Linked DNA regions of Zea mays: region 1 is linked to region 2. The links are chromatin contacts, called in public Hi-C maps. All regions are on one chromosome and are shown on one strand. Each heading gives the region's core, a stretch centred on a gene start, on an enhancer-like site or on the middle of the called end of the contact. The rest is flanking DNA. Distances are from core to core; before and after follow the strand shown. Region 1 has its middle 55 kb from the start of LOC103632654. Region 2 has its middle 160 kb from the start of LOC100272233.

Evidence for each region. A called contact is a pair of places that touch in the nucleus more often than the background predicts.
Region 1: a Hi-C map of ear shows a contact between it and region 2, with 2.3 times the contacts expected there. The contact joins two enhancer-like sites. A contact is called at or near these places in 2 of 25 Hi-C or Micro-C datasets (ear and leaf).

The regions. Positions count from the first base shown.
Region 1 is chr7:104,799,865-104,806,099 of Zm-B73-REFERENCE-NAM-5.0, reverse strand. No RefSeq gene overlaps it. Among protein-coding and RNA genes, the nearest start is that of LOC103632654, 55 kb to the left of the region's middle. Within about 2 kb of position 2,224, at least 19 of the 20 cell types and tissues checked have an H3K27ac peak or open chromatin away from gene starts, as enhancers often do. A contact at or near this core is called in ear and leaf, where this site is marked.
Region 2 is chr7:104,629,130-104,636,008 of Zm-B73-REFERENCE-NAM-5.0, reverse strand. No RefSeq gene overlaps it. Among protein-coding and RNA genes, the nearest start is that of LOC100272233, 160 kb to the right of the region's middle. Within about 2 kb of position 5,453, at least 16 of the 20 cell types and tissues checked have an H3K27ac peak or open chromatin away from gene starts, as enhancers often do. A contact at or near this core is called in ear and leaf, where this site is marked.

The DNA.
Region 1 (6,235 bases), core at 975-3,474, 170 kb before region 2:
GGTCTCGCAGTGGCTAAAGCTGGGGAGGGGAGTGCGCCGGGAAGGGCGAGGACGGGCGCGCCGGGGAGGTCGGGGCGAGCGCGGGTGAGGGCGAGCACGCCGCGCCGAGGGGCGCCGAGGCCGGGTAGGGGAGGTTGGGCACGCTGCGGGGGAGGGGGCCGTCGAGGCGGGCGCGAGCGCCACGGCCACGCCGAGCCGGGCGGGGCCGAGCGCGTCGGGGACGACGGCTGGAGAAGGGGAGGGAGGGGAGGGGGAGGGACTTACCGCGTGGGGCGAGGGTGGCACCGGAGCGAGAGCGAGGTCGGGCGGGGGAAGGAGACGTGCGCGAGGGGGCACGGGGAGAGAGAGAGAGAGAGGGGTTTGGGGAAGGGGCGGCTGACGGACGGGGCCCACCAGAGAGGCGGCGGCGGAGGTCCTAACCGCCCGCGCACACGGAGCGCGTGGGGGTGCGGGGGGGGGGGGGGAGCTGGGCTGCCGAGCTGGCCCAAGGCGAGGAGGGGGAGGGGGCGAGCTGGGCCGCGCGGGGGGGGGGGGGGGGGGGGGGGGTGGGGAGGGGCAGGCCGCGCTATGGGGGAAGCCGGCCCAAGGGGGGAAGAGGGAATTTCCCTTTTCCCTTTTCCTATTTAGCTCTAAACTCCACTCCAAAATACTTTCACAAATCACTCAACCACAAGCAAGAAAATCATGGTCCGGTATTATGCAACAACCAAAGAAAATATTTTTAGGGTTTACTTACACAAGGTATCGAGCTAATTCTCGCTAGAACTTTAGAAAAAGAACAAAGCGTAGCGAGAAGAAAAAGAAAGAGGAAAGATAACACCCGAATTTGGGGAGTGCTGGAGAAAGAAAAAAAATTTAACTCTCAAATTCAGGGCGATACACTTCAACTCCACCATATAAAGCATTTATTATATAGGTCCCTCCCTCCTTACGGGTGAGATGGGCTTGTGGAATACTTAGTGTATTCACCCAGATTTATTTATGTTTTTCAGCAGTTGAAGACTTCTTTTCTGCTATGCTCGACTAGAAGGGGTTGTGTCTGCACCCACCTGTGGCTTGGGCTAGTTTATCTTCCGCTGCGCTTTGTATTTTAGGCTCATTAGAGCTTGTAGTTTGGTATTGTAATAACTTTTATTCGAACTCTGTACTATTTGAAGTAAGGAATGTGTTTACTAGCCTCATGAGACTAGTAATTGTTTCACATTTGAGTCCCAGAGGATCGGGACGCTTCAACTCATTAGGCTAACAGCTTACCAATCCTCAATTCTTCATAGCTATATTTAAACTTCACTCAACGAACAATGTAGACTATAATTTAAAACAGGGTTTTGGATAATAATATAGATGAAATATTGAACATGGTCTTGGGTGGAGGACCATTGCCAAGGTGCACTCCCCCAACACCAACAGTCCTCCCACCTCTCGAGGATTCGTTGAGGGGCGAGCAGCTGCGTGCGCCTTGAATGAGCTGCTACTGCTAGTGGCAGTTGCCCTGGGCCTATGCCTGTGCCTGCCTCGGTCCCGGCCGTATTCGCACCCATCTCGGCGGCCGGAGACTTTGAGCGGCTCCGCGTCGCAAACCATGTGCGCAGTGCGCAGCCTGTGGGCGATGGCCGAGGACCGAAGCCACATGCGCGCTGCCCCTGAGCCGTTGGGCTCGCCATGTGACGCTTGCCGCAGGATGCCTGCACCGCGCGTCCTGGTCATCTGTGAAAACCAGTTGCTCCTGGGATTCGCGGTTCTTTTTGTGCGTTTGTAGCAGTGAGACGGCGTGCGGGCGGATGGGTGTGTCGCGAGGCCCTCGCTGCTGTGCATGTGCGTCTTGCCGACCCTCCATCGGGCAACCTAGCTAGCTTGTTGTTTGTTCCTGCCCGTGCCCGTGTGGCCGTGTGTCGTCAATTGCCCAAACAAGGAACTGTGGCCTTTTTTTTAAACATTCACAATTTTGTCACAAAGATAGCACTTTTTTAAATCACAATACGTACACAAAATTGATGATACTTCTCTAACTAAAATGAGGTTTACCACAGAAGCTGCATCTCTGAACACCTGCAACAAGCACTTCATCGTCACCAAGACACGTTACACTAAAAAAAAATCAGCGAGCGTTGTTTGAGACATCAAGCATCACAACTTGGCAACTACGGTGCTACACACAACACACGGCAGATGGTGTGTCTGGTACTCTGGTAGCATTCGTTGCAATTTTAGCAGGGTTCATGTGCTTAATGGGCCTATACTGACTCTTGAGTGGGTGTGGGTCCAATTTGGTTTCACAGGAGGCTGATTTTAGGCCCAATGATGATGAGAGAAACCCATTTTTACATATGCTGCTTAAGGCCTCGAATTATCTATGGATTAAGCCTATCTTCAACAGCTATCCTATCTCATCCTATATCTCAAACTTCACTCTACAAACAGTATCATCTATAATATTAATCTCCTATTTTATATGACAGTCTGCGGACAACCTAAGGCTATGATTATAACAATTTGAATCCTATCTAGACAAATATATATGTCACTTCTCAATACTAGGATTTTTTGTTGCTAAACCTTAGTTAAATTACCAAACATAATTCCTCGACATTTGTTGACCTCAAGCGTTCATCCCAAATACGCCCAAATATATACTAGTGGTTCACGCCACGTGCACAACCTATACCTTGTTTTTTTTTTAATTTAACCATTTTTCTTCAAAAGTTCACATTTAAAATTTTGGGGCATTAAATTCATTTTGACCTACGACACCGAGCTAGCATGCCATAACCACAGTGGTCACCACAGTGGCATCGACGTGGGGGTACCTTGATGCCAAGAGCCATGAGGTCGGCGTCACAGATCTTGACGCTAGTATCATTCAAGAATTGAGATAAATTCTTTGGTTGAGGCTCACTTTATTCCACCTCCTCCTCTCTCTCTCTCCAATCCTCCGTACATTCTTTTACCAGTGTTGGGTACCGTAATTAGGGGTACCCCCAATGCTCTTAAACACGACCGAAAAACATCTTCAGAACAAACCATACACGGCTGATAAAGCACGGTTCAAGTCAGGGCCACGTCTACCAAGGGACGCAACCTCATCCGAGCCCACCTCGGGTGGGAACAGTAGTCCCGGACGGATTCACGCCTCGCCCGAGGGTCCCCTCAGTCAGCAGACGCACCCTCGGCTCGCCCGAAGCCCAGCTCGGGCAGACTTTGTCGTGCAGCGACCTCGGCCAAATCGCCTTACCAGCCGACCGTATCGCATGCACATTCAATGCGGGGATCGCCTGACACCTTATCCTGACACGCGTGCCTCAGTCGGCAAGGTCGAAGTGACCGCAGTCACTTCGCCCCTTTACTGACCGATCTGACAGGAAAACAGCGCTGTTCGTCCCGCTCCGGCTACCGTGCCGACCACCAGGATAAAACTGAGTCACGATCTCCCACGAGTTCGGCCTCGGGCGCAACAGGGAGCTCCGCCTCGCCCGACCTCAGGCCTCGGCCCCAGACTCGGCCTCGCAAGAAGATCTTCGCCTCGCCCGACCCCAGGCTGTGGGGGACAGATATCCCCCGGGTCCACTAGAAGGATAAAAGACCTCACGAAAGGCCCAAAGGCCCCATAATTCGTAAGGTCATCCCTCTCGTGGGCCTGGGAGGAGCGACCAGTGAGACAGATCAGCACAAGGCCGGGTCGGTGCAAACTAGACGGCCCAACAACATCCGAGCAGTAATCACAGCAGTGACCCGACCTTCCCGCACAGGAGCCCCGTACATCGGAACTGGGCGAGGATGAGTCGGCTGAATTATAGGAAGACAGACTCAGTTAGTTCACTATTATTCTGGCTCACGTTGTTATCATATCCACATGTAATGCCCCACGGTCGAGTATATAAGGCCTAGGGGGCACCCCTTCAAGACGATCGAGAGAGACATCATTCATCACTTAGCCATCCATCCCGCTCTCTACGTTTTCCAGCACTATAGAGCTCCCTTGTAACCCATCGCATAAAGCATTTCAGCCAGGACGTAGGGTGTTACGCATCTCAAAGCGGCCCGAACCTGTACATCATTGTCTACTATTTCTCGTGCGCCCAGCACGAACCATCGAGCTACAGTCGGTAACACCGTCCTACTCCTAAAAAGCACCTTGGGGGGTAACCCTAGGTGCACGGTCGGACCCGAAACACCAATAGCTGGCGCGCCAGGTAGGGGGTGTGTCATCAATCCAAGCTAGCTCAATGGCCGTCACCTTCCAGCACAAGATCATCCTCTGTCCCGGATCCATATTCTGCTTCGGTACTATCTCATCTGTAGTGGATGAGGAGGGAACTCTGCATCGCCTCGCGAATCCGCCTGAGAGAAAGCCTTCCTCAGAAATCTCCGAGAAAATCGGGGCGAGGCAGGAAAAAGCGCAACCTCCAGCGCTCCTAAAAAAGATCACCTCCAGCGATACAAGGGCTGAGGGTCCTTCAGCTCGGAGAACTCCGCTGTCCACCTCTCCGACGAGAGAATGGATACGGATCACAAGGAAAATAGAAGCAAAGGATCATCAAGCTGATCTTTCTGTGCCTCCGCTCTCAAAGGAGAATAGAAAGAAGATTGCCGTGACAGCTACTCCATTCTACCCCGACGTCCTCTTCATCGGGAGAGTGGAGTCGCCCCCCATCTCCGACAATGAGCCGACTGCACCCGGAGAGGAACCTCCTCAGTGGGAATCCCGCCGACGAAGGAACCGACGCCGAAATATCCGGTGACATTACGAGGCCGGAGAGCGGGACCCGGTGCAGCCTGTATCGCGAGACAAGGTCTCAGAGATAGGAGAAACTCCGAAGGAACGTGTCTTCAGGGAGCGAAGGAATTCCCGACGGCGTGATCGTCGACGGGCTCAAGAACAGGCCGAGCAGGAGACAAGGCAGCGTCGGGAAAATCCACTCTTCGGGCGCAACCTGAACCCAAACTTCGCCCGAGCCATGAACACGCCGAGTGAAGTCTGAGGGGTGCTGGCTCGAATAGCTGATGGCCTCCCTCAGACTCCTGACGCCGAGGGCCATCGACGGCTGTTCACTCAAGCAGCCAATCACCTTCTACCCCTCACTCACCCGCCGAAAGATCTACGACACGCCATCAACAGTCGCCGGGACGCGTGGAGCTCCATCAATGCTTCACGTGAACAACGACACGAGAACGAGATTCGTCGTCGGGAAGAGTACGACCGGGACCATGGCATCCCAGCACGGAGTCAGGCTACTAGGACCGAGTCGGCCACGGCTTCAACTGGAGGCACCGCCTGGGGACGGTCGAGGCACCACGATGATCACTCCCCTCCCCAGGACATACAACATCATCGACAACAGGAGGACACGTGTGGAGTATTGGCACTTACTTCGCGCCTCAGGGCCATTCAATGGCCCCCTAACTTCAAGGTATCCAACATCGACAAATATGAACCTAAGCAGGATCCAGGAGGCTGGCTGGCCGTCTACACCACCGCTGCCCGAGCTGCTGGGGCGACCAAGGACGTAATGACCGCGTACTTACCTATTGTCCTTGGGCAAGACGCGCTGCAATGGCTACGACACCTACCCCGACACTGCATCGACGACTGGAGCGACTTCAGTCGGCGCTTCACCGCCAACTTTCAGTCCCTCTCCGATAAACCGGCACAGCCGTGGGACCTTAAATCCATCATGCGCCGGGGGGACGAAACTCTCCGGTCATACCTCAAAAGGTTCCAGACCATGAGAAATCGTATCCCCGAGGTCGCAGAGGCGGCAGTGATCGAGGACTTCTACAGGGGATCCAATGACTCGATCTTCGTACGAACCATATTACAGAAAGCACCGACTACCTCCGAGCAACTGTTCCAGGAAGCCGACCTCTACATCACCGCTGACGAGCGAGCTCAGGACCTCATCGGAGGAGTGAAGCCAGCACCAGCGGCACCGCGACGCGACACGAATCAGTAGCCCGACAAGCGTTGGGAGAAGAGACCTCGCGAAGAAGTCCATGCCGTCAGACCACCTGCCTCTCGTGCTCGGGGAGGACCTCGTGGAGGCGAACGCACGCTGGACGACATCCTCGACACCCAGTGCCCGTACCACATGGACATGCGCCACACCCTTCGGAACTGCAGAGACTTCAAGCACTCCGTCGGGCACGGCCGACCCTTCCAACCTCAACCTCCTCCTCCACCGCGGGGAGGACCAGGAGAACCGCGACAACCCCAGCAGCAGGAGGAGGGAGGAGGTGG
Region 2 (6,879 bases), core at 4,204-6,703:
ATTCGTACGTGTGTCGGTACGTGGATCCAACGGTGATGACCCTGTTGGGGCCCGACATCTTGAGCTTGAGGTATGTGTAGTTGGGGACGGCCATGAATTTAGCGTAGCACGGTCTCCCCAGCGCCGCGTGGTAGGTTCCTCGGAACCCGACCACCTCGAACATGAGGGTTTCCTTTTGGAAGTTGGAGGGAGTTCCGAAGCAGACAGGCAAATCGAGTTGCCCGAGGGGCAGAACACGCTTCCCGGGGATGATCCCGTGAAAGGGCGCCGCACCAGCTCGGATCGTGGACAAATCGATCTCCAAGAGCCCGAGAGTCTCGGCGTAGATGATGTTGAGGCTGCTGCCTCCGTCCATGAGGACCTTGGTGAGCCTAACGTTGCCGATGACGGGATCGACAACGAGCGAGTACTTTCCCGGGCTCGGCATGCAGTCGGGGTGGTCGACTTGGTCGAATGTGATGGGCTTGTCAGACCAGTCTAGGTAGACTGGCACCGCCACCTTTACCGAGCAGACCTCCCGGCACTCCTGCTTGCGGTGCCGAGCCGAGGCGTTCGCCACTCGCCCACCGTAGATCATGAAACAGTCATGGACCTCGGGGAACTCCTCTGCCTTGTCGCCCTCCTTGTCGTTGTCATGGCCTTTTCCATCTCCCACCGGTGGTCCGGCCTTATGGAAGTAGCGCCGAAGCATGACGCATTCCTCAAGGGTGTGCTTGACGGGGCCCTGATGATAGGGGCACGACTCCTTGAGCATCTTGTCGAACAGGTTGGCCCCTCCGGGAGTCTTCCGGGGGTTCCTGTGTTCGACAGCAGCAACGAGATCCGCGTCGGCGGCGTCGCGCTTTGCTTGCGCCTTCTTCTTCGCCTTCTTCTTCGCGCCACGCTGGGCGGACGCCTCGGGGACGTCTTCCTGCTGGCGTCCCTGAGGCTGCTTGTCATTCTGGAAGATGGCTTCGACCACCTCCTGACCAGAGGCGAACTTGGTGGCGATGTCCATCAACTCGCTCGCCTTGGTGGGAGTCTTGCGGCCCAGTTTGCTCACCAGGTCGCGACAAGTGGTGCCGGCGAGGAACGCCCCGATGACATCCGAGTCGGTGATGTTGGGCAGCTCGGTGCGCTGCTTCGAAAACCGTCGGATGTACTGTCGCAGGGACTCCCCTAGCTGCTGGCGGCAGCTTCGGAGATCCCAGGAGTTCCCAGGGCGCACGTACGTGCCCTGAAAGTTTCCAGCAAAAGCCTTGACCAGGTCATCCCAGTTGGAGATCTGCGTAGGAGGCAGATGCTCCAACCAGGCCCGGGCGGCGTCGGAGAGAAACAGGGGGAGGTTGCGGATGAGGTTGTCATCGTCCGTTCCACCCAGCTGGCAGGCCAACCGGTAGTCCGCAAGCCACAACTCTGGCCTTGTTTCCCCCGAGTACTTGGTGATGGTAGTCGGGGCCCGAAACCGGGTCGGGAACGGCGCCCGTCGTATGGCCTGGCTGAACGCTTGTGGACCAGGGGGTTCGGGCGAGGGGCTCCGATCCTCCTCGCTATCGTAGCGTCCCCCACGTCTGGGGTGGTAGCCTCGGCGCACCTTCTCGTCGAGGCGGGCTTGACGGTCGCGGCGGTGGTGCTCGTTGCCGAGGCGATCCGAGGCTGCAGGTGTCGTGTCCCGCGTGCGCCCGATGTGGACGGAGGCCTCCCACATGAGTCGGGAAGTCGTTGCGCGATGCTCCGGGGGCACCCTTGCCTTCGGGAGGCAGAGCTTTCGGCCCGTCGGACCGTGTCATCCTCCAGGAGATTCTTGAGTTCTCCCTGGATACGCCGCCCCTCGGTGGTGGATGGCTCCGACATCGCTCGGAGTAGTATAGCCACTGCAGCCAGATTCTGGCCGACCCCACTGGAGGCCGGGGGCAGACTTGCCCTGGCATCGTCAGCGATACGGCGCTGGACGTCCCGGGCCTGATGACGCGCTTCCCCGGCGAGTGCTCGGCCTGCCCACTCCTGCTCGATGTTTTGCCGGAGCTGCACAAGTTGCCATGCTTCCTCGTCGAGCTTGGCCTGCATCTCGCGGATTTGCTCGAGCTGTGTGTCCTGACCCCCCGCAGGGACTGGGACCACAGCTAGCTCCCGCAGGATGTCAACGCGAGGCGCAGGCCCAGGGGGATCATCGTCCTCCGGCATACCAAGGTGGTTGCCTTCGTCGTGACCCCCTAGATCGACGTGGAAATATTCGCGACTTGGGCCACAACCCTCGTCGTCAAGGCTGTGGCCATCACCAGAGCAATCAGAGAGGCAGTATTCACATGCGGTCATGAAGTCTCGCATGACACTAGGATTACCGAGCCCAGAGAAATCCCAACCAGAGTCGGGCTCGTCTTCTTCCTCGGAACCCGGGGGCCCGTAGGTTGATACGGCCGTCAGTCGGTCCCAGGATGACCACATATGGTACCCCAGAAGGTTCGGATATGCCTTTATGAAAGCGTTCACCGAAGCGGGATCGCTTGGTGGATCAAAGCTGAATCTAAAAGGCATAGGGTGGAAGACGGACGGTACCTCTTGATCGATGGACGGTGGCGAAGTCGCGTCGGGGACGGACTGCACCATTATCTCAGGTACAAGGCTAACGCCCAGCAAGCCCTTCACGAGTGTGCTGGCGTCATCTGTCCGCTTGGGGTTGGCATGTTGCGGGGAAACGACATTCGCCATTGTCTCAGGCGCGAGGACAATGCCGACTCGCTCGACAGCCGACGAGGTGCCGCCTCCTGCCTGGCCACGGTTGCCCCGTCTCCTCCTCCTCCTGTGGCGAGGAGGGTGGCGGGACAGACCCGGATGCTGCTCTTCCGCCATGGGAGGGAGACGTCGTCGAGTTCGCCGCCGCCGGGCGAGCTGACGACCGTCGTGGCTGCTGTCGCGCTGTGGGGGGAGGAGTACCATGTCGTAGCTGCCGTCGAGGGACATGAACTCGAGACTCCCGAAGCGGAGCACCGTCCCGGGCTGAAGAGGTTGCTGAAGACTCCCCATCTGGAACTCAACGGGAAGTTGCTCGTTAACACGCAGTAGGCCCCTACCTAGCGCGCCAACTGTCGGCGTTTCGACCCCAGGGGGGTCCCTGGACCGACGAGTAAATTTGTCGCTGCGTGTCCCAGCCCAGATGGGTTGGCGCAAGATGGAACACAAGGGGGAAAACGTGGCTCGTGTTATCCTGTGCCGGGGGATGCGCTCGTAGTAAGGGTTACAAGCGCTCACGAGGGAGAGAGAGTGAGCCTGTTCGTCAGCCCGTTCTCCCGCGCGACCCTCTCGCATGAAGGCCCTGGACCTCCCTTTTATAGATGCAAGGAGAGGGTCCAGGTATACAATGGGGGTGTAGCTATGCGCTAACGTGTCCGACAGAGAGGTGCCTGAGCCCTGTGTACGCGGTATCGTGGCCGTCGAAGGAGCGCTTGAGCCCTGTAGAAGCACAGCTGTTGGGGCTGCTAGGAGCTTGCTGACGTCTCCTTGCTTCCGTAGGGGGCTGAGAACCACCGTCGTCATGGACGCACGCGGGGAGCCATCATTACTTGTTATCGGGGCGAGCCAGATGGGACGCCGGTCTTGTTCCCCCGTAGCCTGAGCTAGCTAGGGGTAGGGTAATGATGTATCCCCGTGGCGCGGTCGGTCCGAGCCCAAGGTCGGGCGAAGCGGAGACTTCTCCTGAGGCCGAGGCCGGGGTCGGGCGAGGACACGATTCCTCCTGAGGTCGAGGTTGAGGCCGAGCCCTGGGGTCGGGCGAGGCGGAGACCATCTTCCGAGGCCGAGGTTGGGGCCGAGCCCTGGGGTTGGGCGAGGCGGAGACCACCTTCCGAGGCTGAGGTGGGGGCCGAGCCCTAGGGTCGGGCGAGGCAGAGACCTCCTCCTGAGGCCGAGGCGCAAGGTCGGGCGAAGCGAAGCTTCCTGTTGCGCCTGAGGCTGAACTTAGCTGTTATCAGCCTCACCCTGGCGGGTGGCACAACAGTCGAAGCGGGGCGAGCGACGCTGTTTTCCTGTCAGGTCAGTCAGTGGAAGGTCGAAGTGACTGCAGTCACTTCGACCTTACCGACTGAGGCACGTGTGTCAGGATAAGGTGTCAGGCGATCCTTGCATTGAATGCGCCTGCGATACGGTCGGTTGGTGAGGCGATTCGGCCAAGGTTGCTTCACAACGAAGCCTGCCCCGAGCTGGGCTTCGGGCGAGTCGAGGGTGCGCCCGTTGCTTGAGGAGGCCCTCGGGTGAGGCGTGAATTCGTCTGGGACTACTGTTTCCGCCCGAGGCTGGGCTCGGACGAGGCGAGATCGTGTCCCTTGACTAGACGAAGCCTTGACCTGAATCGTACCCATCAGTCTCTGCAGCTTATGCTGATGGTGGTTACCAGAAATGTTTAGGAGTGTTAGGGATACCCCTAATTACGATACCCGACAATTGTACAATATTTTTACTATACAATATTTTTATTATATAATATTGATGAATTGATCGCCTCCCTTATATCACAATCCTGGCTCCGCCCCTGCTACGGCCCATCGCTCACTGTCCCTTCTCCTCAGATCAGATGCCAGCAAATGGGCGCCTACGCTATTACGTAGCCAAGGATCAGAAAATATTCCGTTGATCATGGATTTTGCTAGCACAGGTAGCAGAAATTTTTTGTTTTAGAGCTAGTTTGGCAACCATAATGTTTAAAGGGTTTCTATTTTTAAGAGAAATTACTTTATTTTTCAAAAAAATAAATAAATAAACACTTAGAAAAATCGAATTACCAAATGAACGAACAGGCGAATAAAAATCACTTACAAAATATTCGGGTTTTTTTTTCTATCTTGGCAGTTGGCGCTTCTAAAAGCGTTATCTTGTCTTCAACAATGAGAACTACCACTACCAGACTTGGGACGTAGAGCAGGCCGATTTTTTTTTGCATTTTGGTACTTTCTCGAGAAAAAAAATCAAGTTTAGACTCTAGAAAATTTTAATGTCATTTTTGGATCATTTGCTCGGCGCCATAGGCTATAGCGCCGAAGTAACACAGCTCGCCGCCATAGGCTATGGCGCCGAGGTACGTGCTGCGCTGGCACAATCGGACGCCGTGGCGCCGACGTGACACCGAGCTCGACGCTAAGATCTATGACGCCGAGCTCGGTTGTTTAACCACAAAGCCTGTCTAGCTCAGTCGGTACAGCCTATGGCGCCGAGCTGTGTTACTTCGGCGCCATAGCCTATGACGTCGAGCAAATGGTCCAAAAATGACACTAAAATTTTCTAGGATCCAAACGTTATTTTTTTTTCGAGAAAGTGCCAAAATGCAAAAAAAAAAAAATCGTAGAGCAGGCAGCAAGTCCACTTCGGACAGAGGGCCCACTTTAGTGCATGAGAGAAAAATGAGGGCATATAGATTGCAGTGTCGGGGTCTGGCCACATGCTTGGGCCATGCCCCATGCGGTTTGCTGGTAGAAATGCCAGCTTTTGTGGCCGGATCTGGCCTGTTGGGCTCACTTTCTATACTCTCCAGTTCGACCATCTCGTACTCTTCTCAATGCACAAAGACACATATGGATAATTTTATTCAAAATAAATATTGCTATATGAATATCAATCAAGTAAAATCTCATAAGAAGCAACTCGGATATTTAATAATGTTGAGATAGATGATCTAAACTCCTGCCCATAATTAATAAATTAGATCTAGTTATGGTTTTTGGGCCAAACTCGACTGAATAACTTCTAGATGAGCATGTCACCAAGCATACACCAATTTCTTTTTGTAGAAAGTTGTGATTTTTGGCAAGTGGGATTTGAGTGAAATGTTACACTATCCTTCTACAAACAACACTTCAATTATACTTCGAAGTTGTAAAATACTAAAATCTCTTCGCTGAGGCTATCTTCAGCAGCTCTCTTATCTTATTCTCTATTTCACCTCCTATTTAAACTTAACATTACAAACAACGTTTTACATAACTATATACACGATATGCAATCATGCCTCGTGCATGTTCAACATGCACATACGATCTACTGTAGCTCGCTATTTTATCAGCAGAGGCTGTCCGAAGCCCCTATAATGTCTCTCTAGCATTTTATTTTCCAGTTAGCATTTTATTATGGATCTTGATGTTTATTTTTTTGAGGGAAGATCTTAAGATCTGTTTAATTTAATTAAAATAAGATGAGACCAAGTCCAATTAAACAAAGATGACTAGTTACATGTGATCCCACAACAAGGCATACGCCTGTTGCAATATAAAGACATGTTTGCTAATTGAAATTTTAAAAAAGAAAGAACATCCTCCTTAAAATATTCTTTCAAAAGGTTGTCCGTGTCTTGTGCAGTTTCTATCTTTTGGAGTATACGGGGTTAGTTGCAGAAACCGGCCACGACCCATTGTTTAACATCAGCTGATGTCTGATAATGACCCAAACACCTTATAAACATGATCCTTGTTAGATTAAGATAATATAAACATACCTCTAGACCGAAATTCCCTTCTAGCTAGTAGTGCGCGGCCGGTATCCTCTGACTGAAAATCTATTTGATTTTGATTGACCAGGACTAACTAGGAATGTGAAAAAAAACATCCAAATTATGTATTACTTAGTTTTGTGTATTAGTATTAGCTACCGGGATCACGTCGATAGAGAAAGCATCACTTTATTGTGATTACAGTACCACATAGAAAATGTTCGTTGGACGCATTCAATCCATCGAAGAAGGCCGGCAATCTTTGTTGGTCAGGGTTGTTTACATGATGACCTTCTAATTTAAATATGCGCTCGTAGATATCTGAATTCTTCGACTTGAATGAGTCCATAGTATAATACAAAATACAAGATACGATCAGTTCCGCAATCACGTGTCCTACTTTTAACATTTAGGGCTAGTTGTGCCTC